2 separate regions of the Capra hircus genome follow, and region 2 is linked to region 1. The links are chromatin contacts, called in public Hi-C maps. All regions are on one chromosome and are shown on one strand. Each heading gives the region's core, a stretch centred on a gene start, on an enhancer-like site or on the middle of the called end of the contact. The rest is flanking DNA. Distances are from core to core; before and after follow the strand shown.

The links. Hi-C and Micro-C count contacts between places; a contact is called where the count stands out from the background.
Region 2: a Hi-C map of blood shows a contact between it and region 1, with 2.6 times the contacts expected there. The contact joins the promoter of EXT1 here to the enhancer-like site in region 1. A contact is called at or near these places in 2 of 5 Hi-C or Micro-C datasets (blood and liver).

Annotation. Positions count from the first base shown.
Region 1 is chr14:35,667,464-35,674,235 of ARS1.2, reverse strand. The region is part of intron 1 of EXT1 (exostosin-1); the gene reads left to right. Among named protein-coding and RNA genes, the nearest start is that of EXT1, 250 kb to the left of the region's middle. Within about 2 kb of position 2,660, at least 1 of the 5 cell types and tissues checked has an H3K27ac peak or open chromatin away from gene starts, as enhancers often do.
Region 2 is chr14:35,917,644-35,924,415 of ARS1.2, reverse strand. It overlaps EXT1 (exostosin-1), which reads left to right and starts at 3,794. Exons shown (of 11, transcript XM_005689136.3): 1 at 3,794-5,529. The coding sequence starts at 4,568.

The sequences.
Region 1 (6,772 bases), core at 1,411-3,910:
GTTTTTCTTCATTTTCTAAACCTGATTTTTTTTTTTTTAACCAAGAGACAAAGCCTTAAAAAAGAAGTATGATGTTCTCTTTTGAAATCAGTACTGTTTCCAGCTTGGGGGCCATTGCTTCTTGTAATAGGGGTGACAGTGTGGCCTCATATGATTTCCTTGTGTTATATTCCATGGTAAATTGGTTTTTCCCCTAAATCTTAAAAAATTAGTTCATAGTCTAAAGGATTATTATATTTGATTTGATTTTTTTTTCAGAACGATGTTATTAAAAGTACTATTCACCTATCACAACCATATTTCAAGGAGAAAATATATTTAGTGTGAGGGAAAATGAATCTTTATGACAAAGTAATTTAAACTCTACCTTCCTTTTGCAAATGGAATCCATTAAAATACAGTTTAATCAAATAGGATTATTTTAAAATCAGAAACCTATATACCGGTATTTATATTCAACATTGAAATAGAGATACCATAAAATGAAATGTTATTTTAAAAATGGACTTTGTTCTTGCTACGCTGTTTTTCAGTAACAGCCCATATTTCCAGGGAGGGCTGGGAAGAAATTTACTAGGTTTGTTTGATTTTAATTTCCAGGCACTGTTTTTGAGGGGGAGGTAGATGTTTTGGAGGATTCCGATCATTTTCGGTAATTGACTTCGTCATACACTTGAGACCCTCTGCTCCAGAACCTGAATGGTCCTTTAACCAACCCTGACTCAAGAGATGAGCCTACAGCTCATCCTTCCAGTCCTCTGGATCGCAGAGACAAACTGCTGTTATGGGCAAGAGCCAGCTCTTCACCGGTTGGCATTTCTGTACAGATACTACAGATTGGCAGGTTGCCTTCCTTTCCTAAAGTTCTTCCCCATTGGATGTGGAAGCAGGCTCAGACAGGTTAATCAGGGTTCATGGAGCTGATGGGAGGATCTGGGCCTGGAGAGGTGCCTTCCCCACTGGAGGGGATCAGACGCTAGGTGGGGGCCTGCAGATGCCGACAGGAAGTCCAGCCAGCCAGGCAGCACACACACAGGGTTGTGCACAGTGAGGTTTCTGGCAGGCGCTTGTCACTCAGGACGTCCCGAGGGCCCCAGGACAGCTGAGTGGAGGAAGCCTGGGAGCTAACCTGTCCACAGAGCTTTAGTGCAGTCTGACACTGGTATCAGGCCATGCTTCTTGGGCTAGGATTTTGGCAGGACTAGAATTTGCCCTGAAAACATGTTTTTATTGTAACACATCAGCTGGTAGTGAGAACACTTGAAAGGGACTATATGGTTTCTTCCTGCCTAGATTGCATAGATGGTCAACACTGATTTACAAGCACCTGACCTGAGGAAGCAGCCATATTGGCTTAAATGGCTCCCGAAGTGAAAGTGAAAATATTAGTTGCTCAGTCACGTCGGATTATTTGTGACCCTTGGACTGTAGCCCACCAGGTTCCTCTGTCCATAGAAATCTCTTGGCAAGAATACTGGAGTGGGTTGCCATCCCCATCTTCAGGGGATCGTCCTGACCCAGGGACTGAAGCCAAGTCTCCTCATTGCAGGCAGATTTGTTACCGTCTGAGCCACCAGGGAAGTCCCAGGCCTTATCTTAAAAAAAAAAAAAAAAAAACCGAAAACGTGGCCTGGGGAATGTACTGATGGCTTACACTTGCATCACATGCTGCCCCTAAGCCTGGGAGTAGGGGTCACTCCCATCCCCGCCAAGGGGACTGGGGAGCCCCCGAGAGAAGTGGATGTTGAGAAGGATGTGGCCGCCACGTCGTGTGGGAACGCAGAGGAATGTCACGTGTGTTTGGGTTGAGATCCACCTTGGGCTGTCTTCCATGAAGCTGTTGGCCCTAGCCTAGGGCCCCATTTGTCTGGAGAAGAGTGTGGGCAGACATGCTGTTGGCTAATGGTGGTCCTTAGAGCCAACTTTCTGGGCCTGGAAGATCAAGTTTGGACTTGGTGTCTGAAACAAGGGGAAAGTCCAACTATAAGAAGCTGAGACAAATAATCAAAAGAGCTAATGACTTTGGTCATGGACTGAATCCCTGAATCTTGAACCCAAGCTTCTCAGGGCTTCTCTGTCAGAGGTGGATGGTTCTAGAACCTCTGGTGGAATTAACTTGCCAAGTGGGTGGTCATGTGTTTCACCATGGGGCTTTGAAAACTGTGAGTGGAGGACCGGCACATTTAAATGGTAGAGCATACGAATCAGTTATTACGGGGTTGGTTGGTTAATACGTATGTTCATGTTTAGAAGAATGTACAGCCTCCCAATTAGCAGGGAGGCTTTAAAAAAAATAAGAGCTAAGAAGGGGAAATAAAAAGATGTGTTTAGGAGAAGTGGGTAGGCTTGAAGAAATGAATCTCTTAGATTGTTAAAGGTATAAGTCCAAGTCTCCAATCCAGCCAAGGTGTTAGTGACTGAAAATCATTATCATATGACCATTTGCTGTTTGGTGGAGTGTTTGGAATGAGCTAGTTAATCCCATTCCAATTCATAATGGGCAGGTAGCCAATTCATACAAAACACCTTGACAATCCATACTAATTGGTTTGTCTCCATGGAGCTGCCAAATTGAATTGCCCGTGGAGATGGGCATTTCCCTCAACCCACCTTCTGTTGCAACTCTCCTCCTCCTCCTCTCCCCTGCCACCACCACCCACTGCACACACACACACACACACACACGCACGCACACACACAGAGTCCTGGAATAATTTTGCATTGAAATAACATCATTTTTTCCACTCATCTTTCTGGGCTATAAATTTCCCCAAGCTTTCTTTTTTAAAAGAAGGAGTCGATTCGAGGTAAGGAAAGAAAACCAAATGCCCTCGGGACCTTTTCAGGGTCATTTGTATTTTCAGACTTGCAGAGGGTAGTAAGAAAAAAAAGAAAAATATCTGAACAAAGCAAAAATGCACTTCATGTTTTGGAAGGCCAGGGAGGCAAATTCCCAGACAAAGATTCATGCAGCCTAGAAATAGTTTCAGAAAGATCTACCAACCCACAAAAACTTCTAGCAGCCCACAGAATCATTTCCAAGAATGGCTAATCATGTACTATTGAGAAATACCCCCAAAAAGGATAAAAAATGTAGGTTTGTAACTTTGATCGATAGCTGGTTTTTGAATAAATAATTACCCTTTACACCTGAACGTTGGCTTTCCCAAGCAAGTGCTGAACCATTTCTGGGCTCAGTTGATCCTCTGGACATTTTCTAAGGGGCGGTAAGATTGACAGCATTCCCTCCGTTTGGTGAGTGTTCTGTTCTGCCGACTAGCTGGGCGAGCAGTGGTACTTGGGAGCAGTTAATTTTGAGCTCTGGAGCTGGACTGAGTCCTGTGATCTTCACCAGCTGTGTGACCGTGAATAATCATTTAACCTCTCTGAGCTCCAGTGTTTTAATCAGCCATCTTTGTCCTAGGGGCTCTGCTTAAATGAAAATCATAGTTTATAATTCAATAACATGTTGTCAGTTTTTCAGTTTTAAAGGACTTTTGGTGTATTTAGGTTTTACCTAAGGAAGGGAAACTTCCATGTAATAAAATGCTATAACACCCCCTTCCTTTATTAATGTGATATGGCCCACCCCCTTCTGCCTCCATCAGAGGGTAAATTAAAGCAATATAACTCAGTGTAAACATTTGTCAACCCAGATGCATTTCTAGGCATCCGGTGTGTACAGACACCTGGTTATTTACACGATTTATACTATTAGTGCAGTCATCTTGAGATAGGATGAATTTCGAATCCCTGCTCCTCGTAAGCCTTGCTGAGAGTTTTGACAGTCAGAAATAAATAATCTTACCTTTAATTATCTCTGTCTGTAGAATGTGGTAGATAGGGAACAATGAGTATGAAATGCTCTTTTCTCTTAAGGTCCAAGAGAGATGAAAGAAATAGAGAAAGTTTTCATAAAGAAAAGACAAAAGGAAGTCATTTCTGGCTAAGCCCACTAGACAGTTTTCTTACTCCCTAACGACAAAGCTTACATACCCCTGAAAGGCAAATGATCTGATAGGCTCCTCTTTACCATTGCTTGAGGATAGAGGGAGGTTTGATCTGAGCCTCCATGAAAAGCTGCATAAACAGAAAGTGAAATTTACAAGGGATCCCAACAGAATCCGCAAAGGTTGGCATGGGGTGGGCCAGCATATGGAAGGCTGTCATCCTGACTCACAGACGTTCATTTGGGCTTCCATCACAATAATTCCTCTTTTATGCAGATGAGTAAAATGACTGCCAGAGGCAGGAAAACTAGGAAAGAAACTTCAGCTCAGCTTCTACTCTTTTGAAAAGTCTTTGTCTTTCTGGAGAAGTGAGAGGGAAGTAGGGAATCTCTCCAGACTGCCTTAAAGAAAACCTGCAAGCCTTGGCAATCCAGTGCTGTCCTCTGGGTTTTCTTATTATCCACGTGCATCAGTCGCTAGATAAAGTCAAGGATACTTTTAATTGGGGAGAGAAAGAAAAACGTGTAAACCTGTTCCTTGGACTGAGAAAGAATGGAGTTTTAAAGAAGTTTCCCTGATTTTTATGTTTTTGTTGTAGGTTTGAAATATATTCTTAAGGATTTTTTTTCTAATGTTGATAGAACACTCTTTTCAGCATTACTTCTCTCCCTTTTGAGAGGACAGATAGGTATGGAATCACCTTGCTATGATGTCAGTGTAGTAAAATTCTCTACAACCAGTTGCTTGTGGAAGACGTTGGAATAAATTGTTGCAGGTGCAGGCTGACTGGCAGCAGAAACTTTTTCCACCACATGTATGACTACTTCATCTTTTGGAAAACTGTATCCAGGTAGTAAAGGCTGGCAGTGATTTATGCTGACTCGGGCTATGGCTCCTTCTATGCATACGTGAAATGCCACCAGTTCTAGGGGGCTTCTTAAAGAACTCCACTGGGTCCACTTCGCTCATCCTTCTTCCCCAGCCTCCGTTAGTGACATGTCTGGGTTGTGATTTGAGGGTCTGCAGGAGGAAGGAGCCAGGATCTGGAGCCATCTGGAGCCTGGGCGAATAAGCACCGGGTGAACATCTGTTTGAAACTTTGTGGAAATATCTAGTACCGCTGATTTACAGCCCTTTGGGGAGTCTGTGTACAGAACCCAGACTCGAGAGGAAGCTGGCATCTGGCAGGAGTCGGGGAACACAATTGTGCTTGATTATCAGGATATGATAAGTCTGTCTGGCCTTATATCCATTGCCAAATTGTAGATTTCTTTTTTGGGGACCACATTGGTCCTCCCTGCCATCAAAACCAAAAAAAAAGAAAAAAAACAGTACAAGGGGGGGAAGAAAAGCCCAATCTTATTACGGAAGTGAAAGTCGCTCAGTCGTGGGTGAGTCTTTGTGACCGCATGGACTATACAGTCCATGGAATTCTCCAGGCCAGAATACTGAGTGGGTAGCTTTTCCATTCTCCAGGGGATCTTCCCAACCCAGGGATCAAACCCAGGTCTCCCACATAGCAGGTGGATTCTTTACCAGCTCAGCCACCATGGAAGCCCAAGAATACTGGAATGGGTAGCTTATCTTTTCTCCAGGCAGATCTTCCCAACCCAGGAATCAAACCGGAGTCTCCTGCTTTGCAGGCGGATTCTTTACCAACTGAGCTCTCTCATGCTAAGTTGCTTCCATCATGTCCGATTCTTTGCGGCCCTGTGGACTGTAGCGCGCCAGGCTTCTCTGCCCATGGGATTCTCCAGGCAAGATACTGGAGTCAGTTGCCGTTTTCTACTCCAGGGAAACTTCCTGACCCAGGGATGGAACCCATGGTTCTCACATCTCCCTCATTAGTAGGCAGGTTCTTTACCACTAGCGCCACCTGGGAAGCCCATCATACTCATATCAAAATATACACAGTCACACAGAACTATCCCAGTAAAATGATCTCCTAAGGATTGTGAGCATATAGAAGCTAAGAGTATGCACTTTGGAGTCAGGTGATTCCAGTTCCAGTCTAGGCTCTGGCACAGAAGTAGCTGTGTGACTGTGGGTGAGTCACTTACATCCTTATCCCTACAGCTGGATATTAGTAATAGTGCTTACTTTTTGGGATTACTTTGAGATGTAGATGGAGTTTGTGTATGTAAGAGGTTTAAAATAGCACCTGGGAAATTAAGCACTATGTAATTATGTGTGTGTATGTGTGTTTCTGTGTTTTCCGTGGAGTAGATAAGTATGATCATACCCAGGGCTACCCACTGCTCTGTCGGGAAAATGCCTTGAGTTATGTCATTTACCTTCCTTCCTCTACCATCGCTTCCCTCTCCACCACTACCACCCCACCCAGACTGGCTTGCTTTCCCTTGATCTTTGAGAGTGTCAAGAATGTTCCAAGTTGGAGCTCTGCGCAAATACATCCCCCTTCCAGAATGGTTCTTCCCACACCGACTCTAGGAAGCTTCGTTGTCTTCAGCTTTTATGCCATGTCAATGTTGCTTCTTCAGAGAGGGCTTCCTTGACCCCTCAGTCTTGACTCAATATTGACCTTCTACCCAGGGTCACTCTATTGCCCCCCGTTCTTTAGCCCCACTAGGGCGTACAGCTACAATGGACTACGTGCATTTCTCCAGGGTTTGTGTTGCACTATAGCTGATGATGTCCATGAAGCACGTCTCATTTTTGAGTGAGTTCCCATTGTAGGTCCAGCAGCCAGCCCAGGGCAGTGCCAGCCCATAGAAGGCACTCACTGAATGTCGCGCCTCAGTAAGTGACTGACCAAATGATGGGCTTTTCTAGATTACATTCAAGGTGGCCTTGGCAACCCC
Region 2 (6,772 bases), core at 2,545-5,044, 250 kb before region 1:
AACCACAAGGAAACCAGCCCAGCTGGAGAAGAGTGAGTAGACTGGGATGGAGGGAGAGAGTTATTGGCAGAAAATAAGGTGAAGACGGGTCTGGTGAGGAGGCGTGGGGACAGTTAGGGAAGATCCTCCAGGACCTTATAGGGGCTTGTGAGGGCTTTGGCTGGGATTCTGAGGTAGGGTTTCCTTGAGGGCTCTGACCAGAGGAGTGACACGTTCTGACATATACTGTTAAAGATGTCTGATGGACTGATTAGGTCATGGCATCTGGTCCCATCACTTCATGGGAAATAGATAGGGAAACAGTGGAAACAGTGTCAGACTTTATTTTTTGGGCTCCAAAATCACTGCAGATGGTGATTGCAGCCATGAAATTAAAAGACGCTTACTCCTTGGAAGGAAAGTTATGACCAACCTAGATAGCATATTCAAAAGCAGAGACATTACTTTGCCAACAAAGGTCCGTCTAGTCAAGGCTATGGTTTTTCCAGTGGTCATGTATGGATGTGAGAGTTGGACTGTGAAGAAAGCTGAGCACTGAAGAATTGATGCTTTTGAACTGTGGTGTTGTAGAAGATTCTTGAGAGTCCCTTGGACTGCAAGGAGATCCAACCAATCCATCCTAAAGGAGATTGGTCCTGGGTGTTCATTGGAAGGACTGCTGCTAAAGTTGAAACTCCAATATTTTGGCCACCTCATGCAAAGAGTTGACTCTTTGGAAAAGACCCTGATGCAGGGAGGGATTGAGGCAGGAGGATTAGGGGACGACAGAGGATGAGATGGCTGGATGGCATCACCAACTCGATGTACGTGAGTTTGAGTGAACTCTGGGAGTTGGTGATGGACAGGGAGGCCTGGCATGCTGCGATTCATGCGGTCGCAAAGAGTCGGACACGACTGAGCAACTGAACTGAACTGAACTGAAGATATTCCTAGTTTGTAATATTTCCATCTCAGACAGGAGACTCAGACCTGCTTTGAGAGACCATGAGGGACACCTTTCTCTTCAAGCATGTTCAAATCCTGAGGTGAAGTTGAACTTTAGTGATTGATTCATCATTCAGATCAGTGACTGGGCTCCACCAGAATACCAGAGCTACCTATGGCAGCCTTGGGGATTGAGGAATGAGTAACACAGGGTTCCTGCACTCAGGAAGCTCCTCTTACAGTGAAGAAATACAGACAACAAACACACAAACAAAGGATTTCCGCTATTGAGAAGGGCTGGGGAGAAAATAAAACCAAAGGAGATGGATGCAATGATGATGCCATCATAGAGGGCTGCTTTAGATTCCAGTTGGCTTTTGAAATGAGGAACTTGAGCAAAAAGTGTTGCACACGTAGAGCAATTTATGGTATCCAGTTTCATAAAAAATATTATTATTCTGACTTTTTAAGCGAGAAGCTGATATTCCGTGAGATTAAACCACATGCCTGAGGCACTCGTAAATGACAGATCTGGGGGTCTGAATCCAAATTTTCTCTCATTTCCTGAGCCAGAGTTTTCTCACAGTGTACACCACTATGGAATGTGACAGTAGGGCTGGGTAACCCTGGAGCGTGGGATGAAGGAATCCATAACGGTTAGGCAAGATGGGAAAAATGTGTCAAAGCAGAAAGAGACGCAAAAGAGCAAGGGCTGTAACTCGCTCCCACTAAGGTCACACAGGATGACTATCAGGATGTAGAGGAGCTGCAGTCCCCAAAGCCTCAATTCCACTGGGCTGAGAAAATCTCCAGCCTAATCTCAACAGAAGGGCCCTTGCCTTGCATGGGTGCTCTCAGCAACCCGGGCTGGGGCGGGCCCCTGGTCACATGTGGTTTCAATCACTGCATTTATCTGCATCACTGTCATTGTATCTGGAAGATGACTGAAGCCTCATTTCTCTCCCAGGCCTGTCTGATTGTGCAGGGGGTGCACGTCAAATCTGGAAAAGCTATCTCATCTTTGGCAGGCCAGAGATAGGGCAAGACTTCAGAAAGGTACAGCAACATCCCACCAAGGCCCCTTCACCCCTTTATTAAAAACCAATCTGAAACAACAAATGTCTAAAATTTTCCACTTGATCATTTCACCCTGCCTCATTATAACCATGCCCTTTGTCCACACCCGCTGGAGGTTTTTTTTTTTTTTTTTTTTTTTTGCAGCCTTGGGGGAAGCTGGGATGTGTCTGTCCCTAGCTCTCAGTCCCTCCCATAATAAACAATCACAAAACAGCTTGCTGCCCTAGGCAACTGTTTGTCCCTTTTGGCCAGGCCCCTGTGACTTAGGTTGGGGAAGAGGGTGGGAGGTGCTCCCAGTGAAGCAGAATTTAGGTGTAAGGCCAAGGACTTGGCTTTGACCAGAAGCGCTGTTTGGAAGCACATCTTTGCAGTCTTGGAGGATCTTTAGAGAGACTCTGGATCTTTATCTGATTTGTCCAGTGATGGGTCCCTGAGGGTAGGGGCTTATGGCTAGGGGAAGGAAGGAAGGACTAGCTGAAGGAAGGACTAGCTTGTACTAATGGTGGAAAAGGTCATCTCCTGCCTCAAGTGTCTCATCTGCAGCTGGCCATTCTACCAGCCATCTATCCCTCAGAGACAGCTCCTTAAAAACCATTCCCCCTCCCCCGCAAAAGAGAGTAACATCACTTTCGGTACTGGGAGGAGCTTAAATCAACCGGGTTATTCTCGGCTATTAGAAGAACCTTCTTTTTTCCACGGTGTGATTGGATCTCTTGGAAGCTTTCTACAGAATAGATTTCAAAGGGCTTTGGGAAGCTAGGAAAGGATGCGTGGAAAGTTACTGAGGATTTGGGATAGGTGTCTTCTCTTAGTGCACAGACAGACATGAATTGAAACGATTCCTTTCGGTTGTAGTATTTCCTTTTCATTATCGGGGATTGGGGTGGTTCCTTGGGGGTAAGAAAAAAGAGATGGGCAATGCAGGAGACGCCAGAGATAATGGGTTCGATTCCTGGGTTGCGAAGATCCCCTGGAGGAAGGCATGGCAATCTGCTGCAGTATTCTTGCCTGGAGAATCCCATATAGAGGAGCCCGGCGGGTTACAGTCCATGGGGGTGGCAAAGAGTCGGACACGACTGAAGCGACACAGCACACATTTAGGGGATAAGGGACCTGTTTAAATGCTTTGTAGGAAGGAAAATTTGGGGCCCTCAGAGGGTGGAAGGTGGGCAGAGAGAGGCATCCTTCTGATCAGCGGTCGCTTTCTATGAAGTCTTTTTTTTTTTTCCTTCTGCAGCCCAAGGGCTCGCCCCACTGCTCCACTTTTCTAGCATCCTTCTCCAGGAACCCGAACACTCCTCGCCGCCCGCTCAGGGAGGCGTTCCCGGCAAGCAGCCGAGGCGTAGGAATTCTCGAGGACGACCGGGGCAGCCGGAGCAGCGGGCCGGGGAAGCGCCCGCCCGTCCCGGGTTCCCCAGCCTCCGTGCGCCCGCAGGCGCCTCTGGGAGGCGCTGGTTTCCCGGCGCGGCGGCTGCAGGTGGTGAGGCCCAGGCCGGGGTCCGGATCCCGGCGCGCCGAAGGACCGCGGACTCTCTCGGGGCAGCCCCGCGCTCCGCCCGCGGGGGCCCGGCCGAGGCGCCCTGGGGTCCCCGCGCCGCCCGCACCCCCAGCGCCGCGCCGGCGCCTCTGCCGGTGGCCGGGGGTTATGAATGGGCGCAGCGGAAGCACCGCCCCCCCCGGACGTGACGCTCGGCCAATGGCAGCGCGGGCTGCGTGGATGGATGAGGTCAGCGCTGTCGTGTCGGGAATGGAATGTGTAAGTGTAACATTCAGAACCGGGTAACATTCGGCGACCGAACGCGGCGGTCGGCAGCGATCGCGCGGGGGCCTTGGAAGCGCCGCTCCGGGCCGGCACTGCCCGCGGGGAGGACGCGCCGCCGCCGTCACCCAGCGCCGCCGCCGCCGCCTCCAGCCTTCTCCAGCCGGGCCGTCGCGCGTCCCGGGGGCCGGCCCGGCGAGCGCAGGAGTAAACACTGCCGGAGTCTTGGAGCTGCTGCAGAAGGGAATAAAGAGAGATGCAGGGATTTGTGAGGTTACGGCGCCCCAGCTGCAAGATGCACTAGCCGGCTGAACCCGGGGATCGGCTGACTTGTTGGAACTGGAGTGTTCTGCACGGGAGCCTGGATGAGTTGAAGTTGCTTTCCAGGGGCTCGTTTTCCACGCTGCCGAGAGGAATCCGAGAGGCAAGGAAATCACTTCGTCTTGCCATTGATTGGGCATTGGGAGCTTTTTTTCCTCCCCCCCTCTCTTTCTTTTCCTCGGTCTTGTTGCATGCAAGAGAATTACAGTCCGCTGCTCGCCCGCCCTGGTGCGAGATATTCCGCCCCGCTCTCTCCCGTCCATTGTGCAACCCAAAGATGAAAGACCGAAGGGGAGAAAGTTAAAGAAATCGCCCACATGCGCTGGATCAGTCCACGGCTTGGGGAAAGGCATCCAGAGAAGGTGGGAGCGGAGAGTTTGAAGTCTTTACGGGCGGGAAGATGGCGGACTGGAGCTGAAAGTGTTGATTGGGAAACTTGGGTGATTCTTGTGTTTATTTACAATCCTCTTGACCCAGGCAGGACACATGCAGGCCAAAAAACGCTATTTCATCCTGCTCTCAGCTGGCTCTTGTCTCGCCCTTTTGTTTTATTTCGGAGGCTTGCAGTTTAGGGCATCGAGAAGCCACAGCCGGAGAGAAGAGCACAGCGGTCGGAATGGCTTGCACCACCCGAGTCCGGATCATTTCTGGCCCCGCTTCCCGGACGCTCTGCGCCCCTTCGTTCCCTGGGATCAATTGGAAAACGAGGATTCCAGCGTGCACGTTTCGCCCCGGCAGAAGCGAGAGGCCAACTCGAGCATCTACAAAGGCAAGAAGTGCCGCATGGAGTCCTGCTTCGATTTCACCCTTTGCAAGAAAAACGGCTTCAAAGTCTACGTCTACCCACAGCAAAAAGGGGAGAAAATCGCTGAAAGTTACCAAAACATTCTAGCGGCCATCGAGGGCTCCAGGTTCTATACCTCGGACCCCAGCCAGGCGTGCCTCTTTGTCCTGAGTCTGGACACTTTAGACCGAGACCAGTTGTCACCTCAGTATGTGCACAATTTGAGATCCAAAGTGCAGAGTCTCCACTTGTGGAACAACGGTAGGAATCATTTAATTTTTAATTTATATTCCGGCACTTGGCCTGACTACACCGAGGACGTGGGGTTTGACATCGGCCAGGCGATGCTGGCTAAGGCCAGCATCAGTACTGAAAACTTCCGACCCAACTTTGATGTTTCTATTCCCCTCTTTTCTAAGGATCATCCCAGGACAGGAGGGGAGAGGGGGTTTTTGAAGTTTAACACTATCCCTCCTCTCAGGAAGTACATGCTGGTCTTCAAGGGGAAGAGGTACCTGACAGGGATAGGGTCAGACACCAGGAATGCCTTATATCACGTCCATAACGGGGAGGACGTAGTGCTGCTCACCACCTGCAAGCATGGCAAAGACTGGCAGAAGCACAAGGATTCTCGCTGTGACCGGGACAACACCGAGTATGAGAAGTAAGTGACGGGCCTCGGCGGGTTAGCCCCGGGCCCTGCCCACCTGGGTCCAGGTGTGAGCTTGGGGAATGGGGGTGGGACAGGGGAGCCCCTCCGGTCCTCTTCCTCTTGCTCCAAGCCTGGGACCGAGCAGCCTGGTTCTCTGGTGTGTGGCTTGGAGCTGAAGACCCAGAGTTGGAGCTCCTCGGGCAAACAGAAAAGCCTGGAGCACTTTCTTGGGCCAAGTAGGTGACAGTGACTCCCTCTTGCTTGGAAAACCTTCAGGGTGATGTGTCTTCTATGAAGGGTGTGGGTTTGATCCAAGTTTGGAACCTGCGCTTCAACGGCGGAGCCAGGAGAGGGTTTGTGAGAGGTTATAGGGACCCCAGAGGCTCTGAATCCACCCAATCTAGGGACCTTCCACCCAAGGTTGATGCTTTATTTGCTGTTCTCAGGAGGAGGGAGGGGAAGCTGCTTTCCCTGGGATTCTCCCACCCTCCAATTGTCATCTTTCCGTAAACCCTAAATGTGTGTTAGTAGTGAAAGTGCTCTAATTTTAGCTCCTAAACTTTCTGTGCCTGTCTCTTCCCTACTCCCAGATGGCATTGACTTTTATGAAGGGAGACTGTAAGCTGGTTAGGGCCTGTGATCTTGCATGCACGCATGCATGCATGCTTGCACTCATTCATGTGTGCTTGTTGGTATGTATATATCCTGCCTCCCTCCCTGGGAGAAAGCTGTTTGTAAATCTGGGCCTCAGCTCTACTGCTGTAAACTCCAGTTGCTAATTTAGATTTCCTCTTCCCTTTTGTCTTTATCAATTTGCATGTAAATCGGAGACTGTTACTCTCTGAATGGGTGGTGAGATGCCTCCTCACCCTCTGGAGTGAAGCAAGTTTTGTCCAGTTGCTAAGTAACTGAGCTGGAGACTTTGTAGCCTTTCTCACTCTTGCTTTTCCTTCACAGTGATGGTAACTGAGACACTGGACTTGGAGGGGGGGGGGTCAAAACTAGTTTCCACCAATGGGCTTTAACTTGAGCTTGGAGGGTCCGTTTCCTGGTCGATGGGGTGGGAGCTCCAGTTACTCAACTTCTGTCTGGCTTTGAAAGAGTTAGTGAGCTCCTACGGTGCATTTCCACGTTACGCCAGTTAAAAACCAGAGCAGCCTTGTGCTACCCAAGGAAGCAAGGGGAACCTCTCCGCTAGTACAAGAGGAACTGGCAGAGGTTGGCGGATTTTGCAGTTGATTCATGAATTGCAGAA